2 separate regions of the Mus musculus genome follow, and region 2 is linked to region 1. Evidence: chromatin contacts called from public HiChIP or PLAC-seq data. All regions are on one chromosome and are shown on one strand. Each heading gives the region's core, a stretch centred on a gene start, on an enhancer-like site or on the middle of the called end of the contact. The rest is flanking DNA. Distances are from core to core; before and after follow the strand shown.

The links. HiChIP or PLAC-seq counts read pairs in DNA pulled down with a chosen protein or histone mark.
Region 2: an H3K27ac HiChIP or PLAC-seq map of hepatocytes shows a contact between it and region 1, with 5 times the contacts expected there. The contact joins two enhancer-like sites. A contact is called at or near these places in 3 of 39 promoter capture datasets (the 3T3-L1 cell line and liver), 2 of 484 Hi-C or Micro-C datasets (both in liver) and 4 of 115 datasets of contacts at active chromatin or transcription factors (bone marrow-derived macrophages, embryonic forebrain, embryonic stem cells and 1 more).

What each region holds. Positions count from the first base shown.
Region 1 is chr9:24,050,476-24,053,355 of GRCm38.p6, reverse strand. No RefSeq gene overlaps it. Among named protein-coding and RNA genes, the nearest start is that of Npsr1, 46 kb to the left of the region's middle. Within about 2 kb of position 1,580, at least 2 of the 459 cell types and tissues checked have an H3K27ac peak or open chromatin away from gene starts, as enhancers often do. A contact at or near this core is called in hepatocytes, where this site is marked.
Region 2 is chr9:24,510,398-24,513,441 of GRCm38.p6, reverse strand. No RefSeq gene overlaps it. Among named protein-coding and RNA genes, the nearest start is that of Dpy19l1, 8.8 kb to the right of the region's middle. Within about 2 kb of position 1,496, at least 38 of the 459 cell types and tissues checked have an H3K27ac peak or open chromatin away from gene starts, as enhancers often do. A contact at or near this core is called in hepatocytes, where this site is marked.

The sequences.
Region 1 (2,880 bases), core at 331-2,830:
ACCCTTCATATTCATTAAAGGGAAAATCAACCGAGAATGTCTAGTCCACGATCAGTGGGTTCTGATTTTGGACTTGTGATGAGACAGCATATTATGATAGAGTGTGGAATAGTAAAGCCACTCACCACACCAGCTGATAGAGAATGAAGACAAGGAGACAGAGGTCCCACAATCTCTCAAAAAGCATATCCTCATGATGTAAGGAATTCTTAATGGCTCCATCTCCAAAAAAGTTGGTTAGGCAGCCTGGAATTAGAGACCAAACCTTTGCCATTCAGACATTTGGAGGCACTCAATATCCAAATGCTGCATGAGACATTTCCACTGGACAGCCAGAGTTATGATTCACAATTTGCTTGAAATAGCTCTTTTCATGAACTGTTGTTATTAATTAAATATATAAATAAATAGGTGTATGTGTGTGAAAGTTCACTTCTGCTTGCATTCAGCTTTATAATTTGTTTTTTCTTTCCATTTAATTTTCTTTTAAATAAAAGAAAGATGGGCTTATTATTTGAAGATCATAAAACACATTAGCAAATTACCTCTAAAAGTAACCTATTTTCATGTTTTAACTTCATCATTTTTCTGCCTTATTTGGCAAATGCAAAGAGATTCAATTGTTTTTTTTAAACCTCCACATACTGAATGCAACCCTGAGTACTGTGGGTTTTACCTTCAAAACTGATCTCAAAACAGTAAGCAGGCCGCACTTAGTCTTCCACTCCTGATCCTTCCTACCCCTCACCCCTCTGCACAGAGGCTGGAGTGAGCATTTTCCTCAGAAGCAAGGTCACAGTGTCCATTCTTCAAATGCATATATCATCCCACTGCACTTTGAGAAAAGCCTCAGCTTTCTCTCTTTTTTTTAAAATTAGATATTTTATTCATTTACATTTCAAATGCTATCCAAAAAGTCCCCTATACCCTCCCCTGCTCCCCAACCCACTCACTCCTGCTTCCTGGCCCAGCCATTCCCTTGTACTGGGGCATATAATCTTCGCAAGACAAAGGGCCTCTCCTCCCGATGATGTCCTACTAGGCCATCTTCTGCTACATATGCAGTTAGAGACATGAGCTCTGGGGGTACTGGTTAGTTCATATTGTTGTTCCTCCTATAGGGTTGCAGACACCTTTAGCTCCTTGGGTACTTTGTTCACAGTCATCTATTGGATGGAACACAGGGCCCCCATTGGAAAAGCCTCAGCTTTCTAATGTATCTGTAAGCACACAGGACCTGTTTCTACTCCAACATTCTCCTTTAACTTCAACAGCTTTTCCTCCTAATTACCTTTCCTGAGCTTCTTGCTGTTTTGAGAGCACACGATCTGTGTTTCTACACTTCAGGCTCACCTCCCAACCTTTCTCTGTCTGGAGCATATTTTTCCCACAACTTTTCTAATAGCTGCCCTTCCCTATCTTTTAGGTTCAGATATGTATTACTTCATGTGGATCTCCTTAATGCCTAATCTCTATTGATGACTTTTTTTTTTTTATTTCTTAGGGGACAGAGTAGACTTTGCCTACATGCCCAGCAGAGGTAAATCACTCCACTCCATCTAGAGTGAAGCAAGAGACATTTCTATTATTGACTTAACAGCATGTTCTGCCAAACCAAGTTCCTATTTACAGCAAACAGGAGGTTGTTTAGCTTGGAGAAAAGGGAAAGACCTTTGATTCTCTGTGATATGTAATCATGTGGTCTCTTGCTAAGCAATGCTCTGCTGAGGGTTGCTCTTCACCAACTATTGGTCCAAGAGTAGGCTGCAGCTATGTTCCCTCAGTACCTGCAATTTAGTCACCAATGTCTTGACACCAAGTCCTTGGAGAGTAATGTTGATACTCCACACTGTCATTGCAACTGAAGGTCTTCCTACCTCAAGAACAATAACTCTAAAGAAAAAGATACCCCACTCAAATTGAGTGTTTTGAGTATATAATACACATTTAAAGCTTGTTATGGAAATCTAATATAAAAAGTTTCTTTAAGATTTTTATGTTATTATCTAAATATTTTAAAATTTTGGATAAGTAGATTTATTACTGAAATTAACTGCTTTTATTTCTCCTTGTTTCCGTTGACTTTTTTTTAATATTTAAGGCTCATATTTAACATGTAAACAGTATTTCTGTAGACATTTTTCCAACATGATATTATTATTATCTAGGAATTTCACAAAATGCACCTCAATCACACTTGCTTCCCATTCCTCCTTAGTCCACTCTCCTACCTTTGACACCCCTTAAATACAGCAAGTCCAAATTGTGTTGCCCATATACTAACTGGAGCATGGTCAAAATCCCAGTGGCCAGCCCCTTAAAAAAAACCGAGTCATTCTCCACACCTCTCCAGAAGCCAACAACTGTGAAGAGCTACATGTCTCCATCCCTATCATGATTTTAAGGACTCTCTTCAATGGCTTCCTTTTAAACTTTTTCTTTTCTCTTTTCTTTCCTTTTCTTTTCTCTCTCTTCTCTTCTCTTCTCTTCTCTTCTCTTCTCTTCTTTCTCTTCTCTTCTCTTCTCTTCTCTTCTCTTCTCTTCTTTCTCTTCTCTTCTCTTCTCTTCTCTTCTCTTCTCTTCTCTTCTCTTCTCTTCTTTCTCTTCTCTTCTCTTCTCTTCTCTTCTCTTCTTTCTCTTCTCTTCTCTTTCTTCTCTTCTCTTCTCTTCTCTTCTCTTCTCTTCTCTTCTCTTCTTTCTCTTCTCTTCTCTTTCTTCTCTTCTCTTCTCTTCTCTTCTCTTCTCTTCTCTTCTTTCTCTTCTCTTCTCTTCTCTTCTTTCTCTTCTCTCTCTTCTCTTCTCTTCTCTTCTCTTCTCTTCTCTTCTCTTCTCTTCTCTTCTCTTTTCTTTTTGTGTAATAGAAGCCTTTGATGTCTCTGA
Region 2 (3,044 bases), core at 247-2,746, 460 kb before region 1:
TTAGAACACTGAGGTTTCCCCCTTGCTTTTGCCCTGCTGTCTGACCAGTCTGCCTTTGGGTGGGAAGAGCAAACTCGCCTTTACTGTGATGAGTAACTCTGTACTGTAGTTGGAGCAGACAGGCGAGGTAGCAGCCTGATTGCAGCAGGTGGCTTGTCACGGGGCTCCAGGGTAGTTTCTTTGAGGCACTACACTAGCTGTGGGAGAGACTCCAAACAGTTGTGTTACCTCTGTTCCAGTTTCCAGTGAACTGATCCTCACTAACTGGCTCCCTTCCTCCTCTCTATCTGCCTGTGTTCTTTGCCTTTACTGTCCTTGTCAGGGCTCTCTGTCCTCCTTACCTTTCCTTGGAATCTTTCTCCCAACGATCTTATAGAGTCAGGGGCTTTGAGAACACATACAGCTGGCAAACATGGCCAGCGAAAGCAATGCAGTCAGATCCCTATAGTGTTCAATGAGGAAAACAGATGTGCAGACTGGGCCTCTCACTCTTGGAAGTTTCATCATCTCCCTGCATAGCCTCTACAGCTTGACTGGGCTTCATAGCAGTGGATGGGTCTGCCCTGACTGTCTGGCGTGCTCCCCAGGGCTGGTTCCTTCAGTCTCTCCTTGCACACTTGACTCCCATGGAGAAAATAATACTGAAGGTTCAACTTTGAAGAGAATACTGAAAGTACCCTGTAGGTAACTTCTTAGAGGCCTGGTTGTATATATTCCATCATGGGAGAGAAGAAAGGAGAACAAACTTAGGTCTGTGTGTATTTCAGAGCTACAACAAGATGCAAAGGGAACCACAGATCAGTGTGTGTGTCAGCTTTCCCACAACACTGTTTTAGATGCAGCTGCAAATAAACTTGGTATCACCAAGCAAGACACAACACTCAACTATCACCAGGAAAGACCACTGTACCATCCGATCAGAGGAATCCAGCGGCTCCACTTGACTTTCTCTGACTTTCACACTTGAAGCAATTGAGAACTGGAGGAAGTTCAGAAGAGTCTGGAAGGACACTGGGCTGTAAGTGTAGTTAAGTTACTGTGTTCATCTCCAGACATCTCACCGACACCACCATATAGCCCTCAAGCATGGCTGGAAGCCTGTAGCATGTGCAGTTCCAGGGCCAAGGATAGAATCTAGGCCCATCTGCTTCTTTTGTTGACTGTACTGTAAGAACACACTGCTGTCCCCTGTCTGAATGCTCATTTTGTCTCACAGCAGTAGCAATGGTGGTTTCTGTTCCTCTCACGACTGCTCAGAGGTCACACAAAGTATTACTCCCAAGACTGTTGGAACCTACGATGGTTTTTTTTTTTACTGCTCCACAAGCAAGGTCAAGGCCAGTAGCACATGATTTCACCATACTTTGTACTTTGGATCTTCTGAAGTAGCATTGATTTCCAATGCACAATAGCCACAGGTCAGGGACAGACGTCAATAGTAGATGCAGTGAGTTCTCTTCTCAATAGACCAGTTCTCTTCCACACTACTCTCCCCTTCCCTGTTGTTTGCTACAAAACTTAGTCAGAGCTTCTTGGCAGGCAAAGCAAAGTGTTCCCTCACTGAGCAGTGTGTATGTTGATTGGGTCATCTGGAGGTAGAAGTGAATCATCTGCAGCTGCCCCTTCATATTTAGTTAACTGACAGAAAAACAGTATCTCTCACACAAGCTTACTTTAACTGGATACTTGTTTAGTAAGCAAAATTACTAAATCTCTAAACACCTTAACTTTAAAATATATCTGCTAGATTACTTAAAAATAATGACTATTTTGAAATGAATAGTGAATGTTTCAGGTGGGAGAACTTTCATCAGTCGTGGCCTACTCACTCCAAATCTGTATCAGATTTCAGCCAAACAAGACCTCATATGCTTACGAAACAGATATGCACTGTTCATTACTGGTAAGATTATTACAACAAATGCCCAAGATAGCCAACTTTTTAAGAGAAATATTCATTTTGGCTTATGGTTTGAGTGATTGCAGTCCATGATTGGCTAGTTGTGTTACTGTCGGCCTATGGTAAGGGAGTATACTTCAGTGGAAGGCAGGATAGAGCAAAAGTGTATACTTTGTGCCCAGGAAGTAACTTGGTTGCTAGGAAACATGATGCAGAAGATTGAAGGGTAGTCAGAGAAGATGCAGAGACCACTTTGGATGTGTTTGAAGGTTTTGATAGATTATAGGAGAGAAATGACAGATGTTGATGGGCCAGATGCCTAGGATTATAGATTGATCAATTTGAGGAATTACAAAACGGAAGAATAACTTCCTGGATTGGGGGAATGCTTACATGCTCAGGTGAAGACACTAGAGAAAACATGGGTTGTGATTTGGGCATTTGCGGCACCAGGGGAAGTTCTAGTACAAGTATTGAGTGGGCAGTGATGTATTTGGCTCTGCAAGTCAGAGAGGGGAATTGAGGGCATAGGTTTAGATATGTGTAGCAAAGAATGTGATTATTAAGCTTAATTGTCAGTATGAGTAGATTTAGAATCCCCTAGTAAACTGAGGTACATGTTAGGGTGTTTTGTGTGGGTGTTTACAGAAAGATTAATTGAGGGGGAAACATATCCAGAGTGTCTGTTAGCCTGATCCCATGGGCTGCAGGCCTGAGTGGCTCTCCTTTCTCCCATGACCTGGCTGCCATTATGCAAACAGCTGCCCTCTGCAACACACTTCACTGTCAACATATGTTGCTAATACAAAGTCAGAACATTGCCTGGGGAAAATGGCATAAAAAAGAGAAGAGGAAGCTTTCAAATCCTGGGGAAATGAGTATTTGTAAGCAAGATGTACTTTCAAAGGAGAACAAAATAAAAGCAGACAAAGGAATCTCAAATCCTGGGAGGGTGGTTCAGAGGGACCACAGGAAGTGAGTGACCAAGTGTGGTAGAGAAGAGAACCACAAGATGCCATGGAGGAGAAGACCATGGGAAATAAGTGATCAGATGCTGTGGAGGAGAGGACCTTAGAAAGTGAGTGATCAGATTCCAGGGCAGATGGAGACGTGTTCCTATGAAGCTGATAATGTGGAGGCTACT